3 separate regions of the Mus musculus genome follow, and all the other regions are linked to region 3. The links are chromatin contacts, called in public Hi-C maps. All regions are on one chromosome and are shown on one strand. The core of a region is the stretch at or near the end of the contact, and the rest is flanking DNA. Distances in the headings are between cores, read along the strand shown. Region 1 overlaps Dip2c (disco interacting protein 2 homolog C). Region 2 overlaps Dip2c (disco interacting protein 2 homolog C). Region 3 holds the start of Dip2c (disco interacting protein 2 homolog C).

Region 1 (4,368 bases), core at 1,800-4,299, 150 kb after region 3:
ACCTAGGAGTGGCCTCGTCAGAATAGAGATTTGTTACTAACTTCCTGATTATTGCCATGTTTTAGTTTTGTTCTATACTGAATGTCACTTCTTCCCACATTCTTTTCTCTTTCCCGAAGTATGAGGAAAACTCAGACCATACCAAGAAGTGCCAGGAGCCATGTCTTCCTTATCTTTCATAAGCCAGCACTAAGTGCCATGGTCAGCTCCTTGAGCGAGGCTGGGAAGTGTTGCTTGATTGTTAGGTGGCAGTGCATGTCCTGCCAAGTTTGGTGAGCTCGTGAGGTAGCATGTGATGCTGGACTTCGTTTGGCAGATTTCTGATTCAGGGGGAAAAGATGGAGAATGGGTCAGAATAGGAACTGGAATGTGGTTGTTTTTACTCTCTCTTCTGAGTGATATTTCCAATAGAATTTGACCTTTTGTTATCCATTGTATTCCTAAAAGATTGCAGGAAATAGCTGGGGTGACAAATAACATTCAGGGATCTTGGCAGGTATATAGCATCCCCAGGAGGCACCTAGCAAAGTTTATTCTTTTCTGCTCTTGTGGAATGCTGTCTAAAGGAAGAGAAGCTGTTCACTCAATCACATCAGCTTGCATCTATTTTATCGTCCTGCCAGATGAGACATGAGTAGTGCTGGTGAAGGGTCCTGGATTCCATATTCTGCTCAAAGTCTCTCAGTCCAGGAAATCACTCTCTAGATTTCCTTGGGTTTTTAAGAAAAGAAGCTGCTTATATTTTCCCCAATGAACACAGATTCTTCTTAACTGCCCTGTTGATAGATCTTGAGGGATCTCCTAGAGTCTGTATGTTATGTGCATGCTATGAGTTACACTGGGTATGAGGCATTTATTTCTCCAATCTCCTGTTATTTCCTTATGTAGCTTCCTGTGGATCATATTTCAAGACAGGGCCTTATACTGTGTGTAGCAGTGGTGCAGGGGATGAATGTCACAATGAAAATAAAAGGATGAGCTCTTAAGATAATAGCTGGATTAGTTGAGATGGATGATCAAGGGATTTTCTTAAGTCTTATAATGGGGGTCATTTATGTATGTGGACTCTTGCAACAGTACTGTATAAGTCTTAAAAGCATAACTGAAAAAAATGACAGGGATACTTTCATAATGACAACTCAACTTGAAAAGTTATGTGAAGTGGCAATTTTAAAACTAGAATCAGTTAAGAGCTTCCTTACTCTGCATACTGTAAAGGAAAGCCTCAGTCTGTATAGTCATATGCAGGTTGTTAGGCCTGACTTTGTACCCCTACTGTCAGGTCTAAATGAGCCTCCCCCAGGCTACTATCTTGACTCTCTTGCCAGAATAGAATATGACACCTGCAGAACTGAGATGGACTGTAAGAGTAATGCAGCTTAAGGCCTGGTCCTCCGTCTCTTGGGTTCTGCTTTATGTGTAACTTAAAGGCTGGCTTCCTGGAACTTCCTGAGTTGTTCTCTGAATCAGCACAGAAAAACTCAGTCTTTCCTGGCAGCATCTCACATCCTGGAGAGAAAGATCATTTCTTTCCACAGTCATAAAAAGCTAGACCAATGGTGACTTCTTAAGCCATTTGGTATTAAGACTGGTTATTGATGCTTTGTTCAATTAGTCCTCCTTTAGACAAAGTTTGTGCAAGGCACTTTAATTGAAAGTTTTCCTATAAAATCCCACAGGAGTTGAAATCAGTTTTCTGTCTTGTGAGAATTCCACTGAAGGGTATTGACTGAGAGAAGACCATGTGACTATGTGCCCCAGCTTGGTTTCCTGGGTGCAACTCCAACCTTTAGGTACTGTGATGGTCTGTTTTCAGCATTCGTAGCTTCTAGTTACCTGCCTCTTGAGATATTTTGAAGATTTATTGAATTGTTTAGGATGGTCCCACTATATACTATGAGAAAAAAAAATTCTATGTACTGGGATAAAAGATCAAATCCGGCAGGAGTTTACTCTTAATGCTGTAAAGATATGTCACTTAATTTCTGCTTGCTATATTAACTATGAAAAGACTGTCCCAGCTGGGCCTCAGCGTTTGGAAGCAGAGGTTATTGGAATATTTAATATAATATCGACATACATTTAGGAATACTATAAGAGAACCAAAATCCAAAAGTAAAACACTAAAACCATGTTGACTAAAAAGGTAAATATGAACATTTAGTATTTCTGGGAACTTCCTAATAGCATGCATAGATGTTAACTGTTGCTGAAAATTGGAAGAAGATAAAGAATTATGAAAGATGAGCAAGCATAGTGCTATCCACACAGCACAGTATGGACCACAGTAGAAAAGATTGTAGCTAGTGGCTAAGTTGTAAAGTATTGTATTTTGGGAAAACCCTATAAAATGACAAAAATCCATAATCAATTCAGGGAGTAAAAGTGGTGTCTTTTCACTGTGAAAAGGCAATCCAATAAATTCAATGTTTTTGCTTTACCATGGAGGAATTTTTTTTCCACAAGAAAGTAGAGATAATTTAATCATAGGGGTATTTGTATACAATCTTTGTGAGATTCTTGCAAATAAAGCATAGTGTATAATACAGACCATGATGCGTATGTGGTAAGTGAGCTGTCAGATGGTTTTCTGTTGTCCAGGTGAAAGACTCCAAGTACAGGGGTATCAGTTGTAATTTGTGAGCATCTGATGGTGTTGGGCAGTTTCTTAAGATCCTACAAAAGGGCTCATGTCCTCTCGGTTGAAGAGGAGTAGGAGATGTCTAGGTCCAGTTACAAGTGAGAAAGCTCTTCTTAGAAGATCAGCTCTGACACAGAACATTGGGGAGTTGCTGCTATATTCCAGAAGGCTTTTTATTAATCACTAGTGTTTTCTTCCTTGGCTGCATCTCCTGTGGGTCCTGTGGGGAATAACATCACCATGTTTCCTCTGGCCTCCTGCTTTGTCCTCTCTTGTTGCAGTAAAGGTTTTGTTTGTTTTGGTGAAAGATTCCTTACTCAATATCTGGTAATAGGATGACTTATTCTTGAGCCTACAGTGAGAGGAGTCTGTCCTGAGCACTAAGATCCCTGGTATTGGACAGATCTTCAGGACTTCCAAGGGGAAGAAAGGATCTTACCCCTCTCTTGCATTTTAGGAGTGCAGAGGAACCACATGATCTCATTCCGTTAATCCGTCTTTGTTAAAAGTTGTGAGAAAGATTTTAAGTTATTTTATGACAATTTACAGTTCTAAGCATGGTACATTTTATATAAACATCATGAAAAATGTGGTAATTTAATATTTGACAACGCAAACTAAAAGATTCTTTGTCACTAGAAAAATGTTATTCTCTCAATGACATGTCTGCTTTACCACAAGTGGAAATAAGTAGCTTTCACTTTCTCTTTAAGCTCTTTGCAATTAACCCTTTGAGGTCCTCTTGCTTTAAACATTGTGTTACACTACACACCATACATATGTACTCAGCCTCTAAACAGTCTGATGTGCCCCTATCAACTACAAAGCTTCCACAATCTAGTTACCAGAAACAAACAAGGACACTTACAAGGCTGTGTTGGGCTGTGTTTGTAGCTTTCCTCAGAGTCTCTGCATTGTAGGAAACCCTCTCTGACTATGCTCCCTAGACCCTTGATCTCTGTGATGAGTAGAGTTCAAGTGAAGAAAAGCTTTCCTAGCTTTGTTGATTGAACTTGAACCCCAGCTCATGTAAAATGTAAAATGATGCCTGGTTTATTGAGCCATGTTAGCTAAGCACTGTATGCAGTCTAGCTGGCAAAAGCTGGTACAACTATTACTCAGAGTCAGATCTAAAATGCATTAACATGAAAGGGAGGGAAATGGCTTTTAGAACATCATCAGTCAAATACAGATGTGGGCTTGCTTCTCATGGCCATTTACATCACAGCCATGGCCCCACATGATAGGTCTAATTAGATTAGAGCATCACAGCAGTATCGGTAGAATGGGTGTTCTCTAGTATTTTTGCCCATTTCATACAGACTTGGTCAAACCTGGGCTGGAGGTTATTTTGCCATGCTTTTTAAAAGTTAGATTTAAAGTAGACCAAATAGAAGCATACTTTATATATCAGAATTCTGAAATACTTAATATGTCCAAGTACTAAAGGAGAACTTTCCCTCTGTTTCCAAAGCAAAGGCATAAACAACCTTTTACTTGGCAGGGGCTTTACTATGCTTCTAAAAAACCAGCAAGCACTGTTCTTAAAATAGGCCCATCTGTTTCATTGCATAGATCCTATTAAAAGCCTAGCTAAATTTTCTATCATGATGAGACAGATTGTATAATTTTTTCCCATAGTGTAACTTCGTGATGATTTTATCTTAAGTATCATATAGAAAATATGAAGAATAATAAATCTCCTGAATTTCTCTTAGCTCTTGGTT
Region 2 (4,335 bases), core at 926-3,425, 220 kb after region 3:
AGGCCAGAGATGAACATATATGTGTGTGTGAACACACACACACACACACACACACACACACACACACCATGAGTACTATAATTTTTTGAGGGTAAAGGAAAATTGACAGTAAATGATATACAGTGCTTCTGTTATAAATCTCTAATTAGAAAGCAAATAAAAGATAGTTAAAAGTATTAGTATATTTTGTCATACTCCATTAAATGGGCAACTTTATCCATTGAAGCTATTCTGAATGCTTTCTTTTTTTCTGTTCTCTTTCAGGTGACATTACACAAAAGGGATATGAAAAGAAGAGGTCAAAATTAATTGGAGCCTACCTTCCCCAGCCTCCAAGTAAGTAAACCTTGAATAGCATTACTTGTCTAGTTTAAGAGATAATGGCCACATTTGGAAGACATTTTTCTCTCATTCTGGAATCTGCCTGAATAGGGCACATTTCACACCTGCACTCCACATAACCAACTTCTTTGTATAATTACTCATAGATTTTGTGAAAATTGAAGGCATATATGACCTTTTTTGTTTTGTTTTGTTTTTCTGTTTTTTTGTTTTTTATTTTTTGTTTTTCGAGACAGGGTTTCTCTGTGTAGTCCTCGCTGTCCTGGAACTCACTCTGTAGACCAGGCTGGCCTCGAACTCAGAAATCTGCCTGCCCCTGCCTCCTAAGTGCTGGGATTAAAGGCGTGTGCTACCACTGCCTGACCTGACTTTTCTATAATCATACCTAATATAATTGAATAGATATTTCATCTGTAGGTAGAGATATAGTGATTTCTTTGAAACACTATAATCATAAAAATAGGAGCATTTGTGGTTTAAACATGATTTTTTATTTGGTGAGTTAATTATTGCTATTATGATTTAAATTAATACAAAGTTCGAGATAACTAGAAAATGTTGTGATATCCTGACTCGGAGAGGGACAGTATGATTATAAAGGTTTGGTGTTTTTAGCTGTGCCAGTAAAATATGCACTACTGGCATTTGTGGAGTACAAAGTCCGCTTCCTGCCACTGTTGTCACATTTGTGACTTTGGAGAATTCCTGCACTTAAGCTGTATTGTACAGATTTTAAGAAAATGGCGATACATTGGCATTCCAGTGTAGATTCCTGTGTTAGCTCACTTCATGTAGAGGGTAATGTTGAGGGTTTTTTTGCTAGGCTTTAGAAATTGCTCAAAGTGAATGTGAGCAATATCCATCCTGAAGGTAAAAGGCCAGTAACACACATACTAAAGGCAAAAACGGAAACTGCGATTTCTGTGGGTGAAGGAAAACCTACAAAGCTTAAAGTGACTGTATATATAGCCCATTTCTGTTCTCCAGGCTATGATACCCCAGTATTATAGAACTGAGATGGCATTAAGACAGACAAAACTCTGTGGCTGCTGAACTTGAGATCAACAGTGTGCTGTGTTTGTAGTTCTGCGATTTTGGTTTTTGCTTGTGTCTTTTTATGTGATTTTTAAGGAAGTTCATGTAAAAGTGGTCCTGTGTGTGTTAGGGATTGAAGTCCTGTGGTCTGGCTTGTGGAGGGAAGGAGCATGGTTTTATTTGGAAGAAGAAAAAGTAAATAGATTGGTAAAAGGCTTAAGGGAAAGTGTTGGGGGAAGGTATTTCTTTGCCATTGCCTCCCCTTGCTGTGATTATCATAAAGGTCCAGTCACTTGCTGATGTTTATGGGTGTCTGCCCTGTTTTTGAGGAAGACTGACTGCTTGGCCAATCGGGGTCTTTGCTGATGTTGTTGGATGTTGATTTGTTTGCCATACCAAACCCAAGTGAAGCTAGGGCAGTTACTGGCTTACCTGTAATATTTCTGACGCCTTCACTGGTCAGGCACTGGCTGGGACAGAGGGTGTCTGCACCGATTGAAGCCCTTGGTGGTCTGTGTGCTGTTTCTGCATGGGGTCGGCAGCTCTGCTCAGCGCTGTAACAAATTTAAAAAAAACTAAAGTCTGAATTAATTAGTTTTTTTTCAACTTGTTACAGCAGCGAATGGAGCTGCCGTGGTTCGGTGTAGACTGCAGCCCGGTGAAGGCGTGCCGAGGAGACCCTTCCGCTCTGCCCACATCGGGGTGTGCGACATCCGAGAAGCTGCGGCCCGGGAGCGGGCGGCCAGTGCAGCGGGGAACCGGCCTCTGTTTTACTTTCGTTTCGGTGAGCCCTGCATCCCTGAGAGAGACCAGCCCTTGGGCAAAGGACGCTTTTGGAAGTCTTTTTCCCCCCAAGTATAGGGCTCACAGTGAAGGAGATAGAGGTTAGGTCCTGAAAGAGAATACCTGCCTTGGTCCTTAAGCTCAGAATTTTCGTGTATGAATGGTGACTGTCCCAGAATTAGGTTCCTTTCAACATTTCCTGTTAACTTACAGTGTTCTGTATGTAATTCATGGTCATCTGACTCTTCCAGTGTGAAGACCTTAAGAAAGGATGCATGTCCAATGATAAGATTCCCCCTCCCCCCTTAACGTAGCACTGTTGTCTTCAAGCCAGATTTCCTAGGCAAAGAATGAGTAGTTATATCTTGATCCCTGAGATGTGATAAAGGGAAAGACGTTGAGACTTACATAGTTTCCTACTTCTGTCACCAAGGACCAAGATGTTAGGTTTCTTCAACAGAAAGACCAAAGTGATCTTCAAGTAGGTGGTTTCAAGGTCAGGGTCCCTCTGAAAGGTCAGACTTATTTAGAACCGTGATTTAATACTTAGGAAATTCAAGGAGATGATAACTTAATGTACTTTTTAGTAGCGTAAGTACATTTAAAATGGGAGCTATGTATTTGTAAACTGGATTTATAGGAGCATGTTCTGGGTTTTACCTCTGATAGAATGCATTGTTTTAAAATAACATGTTGTGGCGTATAGCTCAGTGCTAGAGCACTTGTCAAGTGTGTGAGATGTCCTGGTTTGATCCCTAGCACAACAAACAATTTACATAAAAATATTGAAAGGAGCTTCAATATTTAGAAGTGGACATCTCAACTGTCTCCCAGCTTTGCCCTCGTTTGTCTGCCCAGTGACCTTGTTGACAATTACCATATCTTGTTGAAATGGGCAGAGAATTAAAGAGTGTGTGACAGAGTTGAATGATAGTTGTAGATTGTGTTTGAGAATATCTATGGAAATGTGATAAAAACTGACTGCAGAAATGTGTTTTAAATTGTGTTGTCTGCTTTATCCTCCTGCCTTTCCACAAACATGAGCACCATCCAGTCCTGTGATGTGCATAAGCATGTCATATTTTAGAATGGAGGATTTGTTCCTGTGTTACTATTCTATTGCTGTGAAGAAACCCAAGCCAAAGCAACTCTTTTAAAAGAAAGTAATTAGGGGCTTGCTTACAGATTTAGAGAATTAGTCTGTGATCATCATGATAGGGAGCAGACAGGCATGGTCCTGGAGCACTAGCTGAAAGCTTTGCATCCTGGTGCAGGCAGAGAAGTGGGTAGAAGTCGAGCAGGAGGAGCCTGGCATGAGATTTAGAAACCTTAGAGCGCCACTCTTTGTGACCTCCTCCTCCAGCAAGGTCACACCTCCCAATCCTTCCTAGAACAGTGCATGTCCTAGCTTATGCCTCTGCTGACCATACGTTCAAATATGTGCGAGTATGGGAGCTAGTCTCATTCAAACTAGCACATTTCCTAGCAAACGCACTTATAGATGACTTCCTTCTGAAAAGTTGCTGCTACATGAACTCTCATTCATCAGCAGGGCCTGGGAAGGTAGTGAAGAAAGCAGGTGTTTCTAAAATACGCATGAAGATGACCTTTCCATTCTGTTTTTTAAAAAAAGACTTATTTTTTATATACAGTGTTCTATCTACATGTATGTCTTCATGCCAGAAGAGAGCACCAGATCTCATAATAGATAGTTATGAGCCACTATGTGATTGCTGGAAATTGAACTCTTGACCTCTGGAAGAGCAACCAGCACTTTTAACCTCTGAGCCATCTCTCTAGCCCAGGGAACTCTTCTTTGACCAGCCCACCTGGGAAGTCTTTCCTCTTCTATCTTTGTGCTAGTGTTTACTGTAGGGAGCTTATAGTTGAACAAACCTTTTTATTTGCCAGATAAAATGTTAAGATTTCTGTAGGAAGTATTCCAGAAATATTTCTGGTATGTATGGGGCATATGGTTATGAGTTAGACTGCCATAGGGTGAGGTTAGGATCCTGGAGGTACAGTTGTCAGGGTGTGGCTTCTTTCTGATGGGAATACTCAGGATACAGTATCTTCTACAGGATTTTCACTGCTCCAGGGATCAACATGGTCTGGGGAAGATGACTTCTCTTGGTTGAGCACAATGTTGAGTGCCCACCTCAGTTCAGATAGGGA
Region 3 (4,717 bases), core at 1,493-3,992:
TAAGAGAGCAACACTTGTCAAATGAATGAGATTTCCAGAGGTTTGTTCCTGGTCTTCAAGGAGTCTACCCACAGGCTAAAGATTAAGACTAACTGAAGGTCAAATTGGATGAAATCAGAGTGATAGGAACATAGTAAGGGAGAAGAGAGCTGACGGGGAAAATTCTGAGCCAACAAGAGAATTCATAATCAAGATGAGATGGCTCAGCAAGTAAGAGTACTAACTGCTCTTCCACCTCTGGAAGACCCGGATTCCATTCCAAGTACTCACATGGCAGATCACAACTGTCTGTGACTTCAAATCCTGAAGATCTAACATGCTGACTTCTATACATAAAAATAAACATAAACAAGATGAAAACAATTAAGAAGATGGATGTTCCATTTGGGGGCTGGGGTGTACTCAGGTTTTAGAATGTTGGTTTAGCCCTGGGATTGGTTGCCAGCATTGCATAAACCAGGCAGCATGGTACATACCATCTTTGGTTACATAGTAAGTTGGAGGCCAGCCTTGAACACATGAGGTCCTGCCTCAGAAGACTGATGTACAATTAGCAAGGATGCTGAATATTAGTCATCCTTTCTTCAAGAACCTATGGGGGGTGGGCAGGTAAGACTAGGCTGAAGGTTGGAGCAGTTAGTGAGGGTCCCCTAGTTTAAAGCTAAGAAGTTCACTTGCGTTCCATAAGAAGATGTGCTGAAGCACTGTTGAAAGAAGTGTCTACAATTTCAGGGTCCCATTGCTGGGTACACCATCTCAATGGTCTTTAGAATATTCCAGGCAGGAAGAAGCATGGGGACTAGAAACAGTGTTTGCAGGCATGGGAAGGAAGCAGACCATCAGTGTTTTTGTGGGATACATTTGAGGGGACTGAGAAGCAAAAGTTGTGTGAAGATAAAGGAAGGTAGAGAAGCCAGGGTGACTTTAGCCTAGATAATTAGGAAAACACTAGTAGCTGATAAAAGCAGGTGGGTGATGGGTAAGACCCTAAGGCCGAAGGCACCGTACACATTATTCATAGGACATGGCAGAATCCATCAATGCTAATCAGTAAGTTTCTTCTTTGTTGGCTGTCTTGCTTGGTACTGGAAGGTGCTATGCAGGCTGTGGATGTGTGTGTTTAACAGTTTTAACCATCTATGAACCCTGCAATAATAACCTGAATGATATTAATACTATGTGTGAAGATCAAGGTCATATGCTTTCACAACTGCTGTCTGATTGGATTTCAGACCTGCCTCACAGGAGGAAACATATGCCTGGTACTGCAAATCTGGCTGGGGAGATCATAGGTAGGAGTGAACCTAACCTACTATTACTACTCCGCTAAAGGGACGAGGCATCAAACTGCCCTCTAAATTTGTATTTCTCTACCCACAGACTAGTGCAGACTTCCGACCTCATCAGAGGAATTTCTTTGTGTAGTGGTTGACACAGAAACTCACAACTGATCAAAGTGGAGAGAATAGATGTCAGTAGAGTGCTCAGTCACAAATAGGGCGTCTGTATCATAACCCCACACCCGAAGCTCAGAGACCATCACAGAAGACGGAGTAGAAAGATTGTAATAGTCAGAGGTTGAGGAAAACTGGGAACAAAACTGTCTTCTGGACACGACAATACCTCTGGACTCACAAACTCACAGAAGCTATGGTTGCCAGCACAGGATGAAGGCAGTTAACATTCTAGCATGCCATAGCAAAGGGCTAATGAGCTCCTATCCCTATGGCCAGTTGATGGCTTCTCGGGGAGGGAGAGTCAGTTTTTTATTATTTTTTTCCATAAGGATGTGCCTCCTGTGAGATCAGCCATCCTGAAATATTTGAGCAGAACAAATTGGAGTCCATAGGTTATTGAATAATAATAATAATAATAATAATAGACATAAAATTGGGATAGTAGAGAGGTGGGGATGACTCTGGGAGGAGCTAAGGGATACATTGTAGGAGATTCTCAAAGAGTTAATAAAATGCTTTAAGAAGCAGGTGGATGTTTAATGTTAGGAGATGCTGTTTTTACTTTGGTTTTGTGGTGTTTGGGGCTTCAGGGGCAGCTAGGTGAGATTACTCTGGAGACAGCTGGCCATGCGAGAATGCCCCCAAATAGTCAGACTCCGTATCAGCCATTCAGAATAGACATTGATACCATCACAGGCGATGACCAAAGGGAAAAAAATTCACAAGAGGTAGAAGAAAAGCAGGGGATGATATTGTAGGATGTGAGGGAGAAGACACTTGCTGAAGACTCCTTAGGCTGGACAGTGTGTGACAGACCCAACCTACCTTGATTTATTTCCACGGATGGGAAAAATGAAGTCTAGACAAAACATTGTGTGTTTCAAGGTCATATAGTAGTCTGTTCTAGATCCATGCTTTTAAACTTCAAACCTAGGACTCAATCTATGTCTCATGCTGTTTTGTTTTTTTTTTTTAATTATTTTTTCCTCTTAAAAGTATTTTAAAAAAATCAGCCCTCGATGATCCAGAACATTTGAAGTTTTAACAAGCAGGCTAGGGTGTGCTTCCGAATGCCTTCTTTATTTTTCTCCTTGAGTCTTGAGGAGCCTAACTAAGCCTCAGGGTTGGGAAGACCCCCTCCTAAGGCCAAATGCACCACTGTCCCACGAGCGCGCTCTCGAAGTACTCGCTGGAGGCCCCGCCCCCCTGAGCGCGCGCCGCCGTGGCACGTCCGCGCGCTCCCACCCTCCGCGCGCGCCTTCTTGTTGCCCGGTGCGCGCGCAGCGGCGCTCGCTCCCGCCGGGGCAGGGCGGCCGCGGAGCAGCTCGAGAGCCCTGTGGCCGTGACCGCGGGCGGGCCCGTGATCCGGTGCCGGCCGAGCGGGGCCGGAGCCCGCGGCTGGGGGAGGCGCGCAGAGAGCCGGGCGCGAGGCCACCGCCAGGGTCGGGGCCGCGCTGAGGAGGCTGAGGAGACTGACGAGGCACTGAGGAGGCGCTGAGGAGACGCTGAGGAGGCTGACGAGGCGCTGAGGAGACTGAGGAGGCGCTGAGGAGACTGACGAGGCTGAGGAGGCTAAGGAGAAAATCCCCGCGCGCCTGCCCGCCGCCGCCCGGCCTCCCGCTCCCGCCCGCCCGCCGCCGCCTCCTCAGTGCGGCTCCTCCGGGTTCGAGTGGCGGCCGCTGAGGAGCCCTCCGTCGGCGAACAAAGAGGAGGCCGGCAGGGCGGAGGCGTCTGCGGCGAGCATGGCGGACCGCAGCCTGGAAGGCATGGCTCTCCCGTTGGAGGTGAGGGCCCGGCTGGCCGAGCTGGAGCTGGAGCTGTCGGAAGGTAACAGCAACCCCCCTTAGCCCCGCGCCCGGGCCGGGCCGGGACACCGCTTCTCTGGAGCGCGCTCGGGGCCCCGCGGGCCGGGCCGTGCTGTCACTCCGGGGAGGGCGCGCGCCGGGCCTCGGGGTGGCGGGGCCCCGGCCCTGACCCTGGCCCGGGCCCCGTGTGGTGGCCCCGGGGAGGGTGCATGTGTGTGCATGTGCTTGTGTGCGCGCGTGCTTGTGTGTGTGTGTGTGTGTGTGTGTGTGTGTAGTGTGTGTGCGTGTGTATGTGTGTGTGTGCACGCGCGCGCGTGTGCGTGCCGCGGCCCCCGCCCTCCAGGCTCAACTGGCACGGTGCAGCCGCGATGCCCCCTGCGCGCTGCGGCTGGGCCCGGGGCTCCCGGCTACGAAGCAAGATGGAGCAACCTTTAGGGCTGCGGGGGAAATGGCCTTGGTGGGGATGTGCGCTCTTCCCTAATGGAGAGGCGCTGCGTCCTTGATGCAGCTGCAGTACCACCACCACCACCACCACCACCACCACCACCATCATCACCACCACCACATGCACCAGCAGCACCACCAGCACCAGCACAGCACATGCTTCCACGCTCCCTGCTTGGGGACGGCCTCTGAATGGCCTGATTTTAATGCGAAACTTGTCAGTGGACTTCGGGATTGGATCCCCCTGAGGCTGCAGGCACACGGTCCTGTCAGCGGGAGGAAGATAGTAGTACTATTGTTCCGGCGTGTTTGTGACGAGCTGGTTGAGTTAGAGCCCTAAAACCTCCCCCCTCAGGCCAGGTTGGATGCCTCCTTCCCATCGTGCCGGATAGAGACATTGAGACTTTGCGGCTGCTCTGCTGTGATTTCACGGAGTGTTATATACGCTTTCGTCTTTGCTCTTCATGGTGGACATCATGTGCTCAACTGTCATAAGTTTCAGCTTGGGTTTTGTAGGTTCTTTTTTCCTTTTTCCTCCACTAAAGTTCCAAAATGTGTCTAGTAATAAATATTTAGCGGTCATCCCACTCATTGAGAAGACTACAGCTTAGTGGTGTGGAAATGGCCTGTCGTCTCTCTTGAGTTAATATTTGGAGCAGTTTAGCATGGTAAACTTTTTTTTTTTTTGGTAACGATTTGTGAGGGCCAGCAGCCAGAACGTAAATTCATTCGTGCCAGTTTTCATCATGGGGAGGAGCTGACGTTGACTTTACGTTTTCCCTTTTAACACTTGCAGGGTGGAGAGTAAACCAGGTGGCTGTAAGTGTTGCTTCTGTTATCAGATTCTCATAGATTAGACATTTTCTTTATCCCGAATTTGGGGTTCTCCAAGGTGTTTTGGAAGCAGTCCCTGGGAAGCTCCAATGGAGGAAAAGATAATGTGTCCCAGACTGTGCTTCCTGCCTCAGTTCTGACCATCTAGAGATAAGAGAGAGCATCACCCTTCCACAG

Evidence for each region. Hi-C and Micro-C count contacts between places; a contact is called where the count stands out from the background.
Region 1: a Hi-C map of uterus shows a contact between it and region 3, with 2.4 times the contacts expected there. The contact joins the enhancer-like site here to the promoter of Dip2c in region 3. A contact is called at or near these places in 2 of 39 promoter capture datasets (hippocampal neurons and neural stem cells), 1 of 15 datasets of contacts at CTCF or cohesin (pro-B cells), 5 of 484 Hi-C or Micro-C datasets (B cells, cortical neurons, nephron progenitors and 1 more), 4 of 115 datasets of contacts at active chromatin or transcription factors (cardiomyocytes, embryonic stem cells, large pre-B cells and 1 more) and 4 of 9 other capture datasets (adipose tissue, liver, macrophages and 1 more).
Region 2: a Hi-C map of the N1E-115 cell line shows a contact between it and region 3, with 5 times the contacts expected there. The contact joins the enhancer-like site here to the promoter of Dip2c in region 3. A contact is called at or near these places in 2 of 39 promoter capture datasets (hippocampal neurons and neural stem cells), 1 of 15 datasets of contacts at CTCF or cohesin (the NIH/3T3 cell line), 3 of 484 Hi-C or Micro-C datasets (the N1E-115 cell line, bone marrow-derived macrophages and nephron progenitors), 9 of 115 datasets of contacts at active chromatin or transcription factors (bone marrow-derived macrophages, cardiomyocytes, embryonic forebrain and 5 more) and 1 of 9 other capture datasets (liver).

The regions. Positions count from the first base shown.
Region 1 is chr13:9,426,737-9,431,104 of GRCm38.p6, forward strand. All of the region lies in intron 1 of Dip2c (disco interacting protein 2 homolog C), which reads left to right. Among named protein-coding and RNA genes, the nearest start is that of Dip2c, 150 kb to the left of the region's middle. Within about 2 kb of position 3,050, at least 52 of the 459 cell types and tissues checked have an H3K27ac peak or open chromatin away from gene starts, as enhancers often do. A contact at or near this core is called in adipose tissue, pro-B cells and uterus, where this site is marked.
Region 2 is chr13:9,492,841-9,497,175 of GRCm38.p6, forward strand. It overlaps Dip2c (disco interacting protein 2 homolog C), which reads left to right. Exons shown (of 37, transcript NM_001081426.2): 2 at 265-336. Among named protein-coding and RNA genes, the nearest start is that of Gm36423, 180 kb to the right of the region's middle. Within about 2 kb of position 2,176, at least 70 of the 459 cell types and tissues checked have an H3K27ac peak or open chromatin away from gene starts, as enhancers often do. A contact at or near this core is called in the N1E-115 cell line, bone marrow-derived macrophages, heart atrium and 1 more, where this site is marked.
Region 3 is chr13:9,273,783-9,278,499 of GRCm38.p6, forward strand. It overlaps Dip2c (disco interacting protein 2 homolog C), which reads left to right and starts at 2,743. Exons shown (of 37, transcript NM_001081426.2): 1 at 2,743-3,284. The coding sequence starts at 3,200.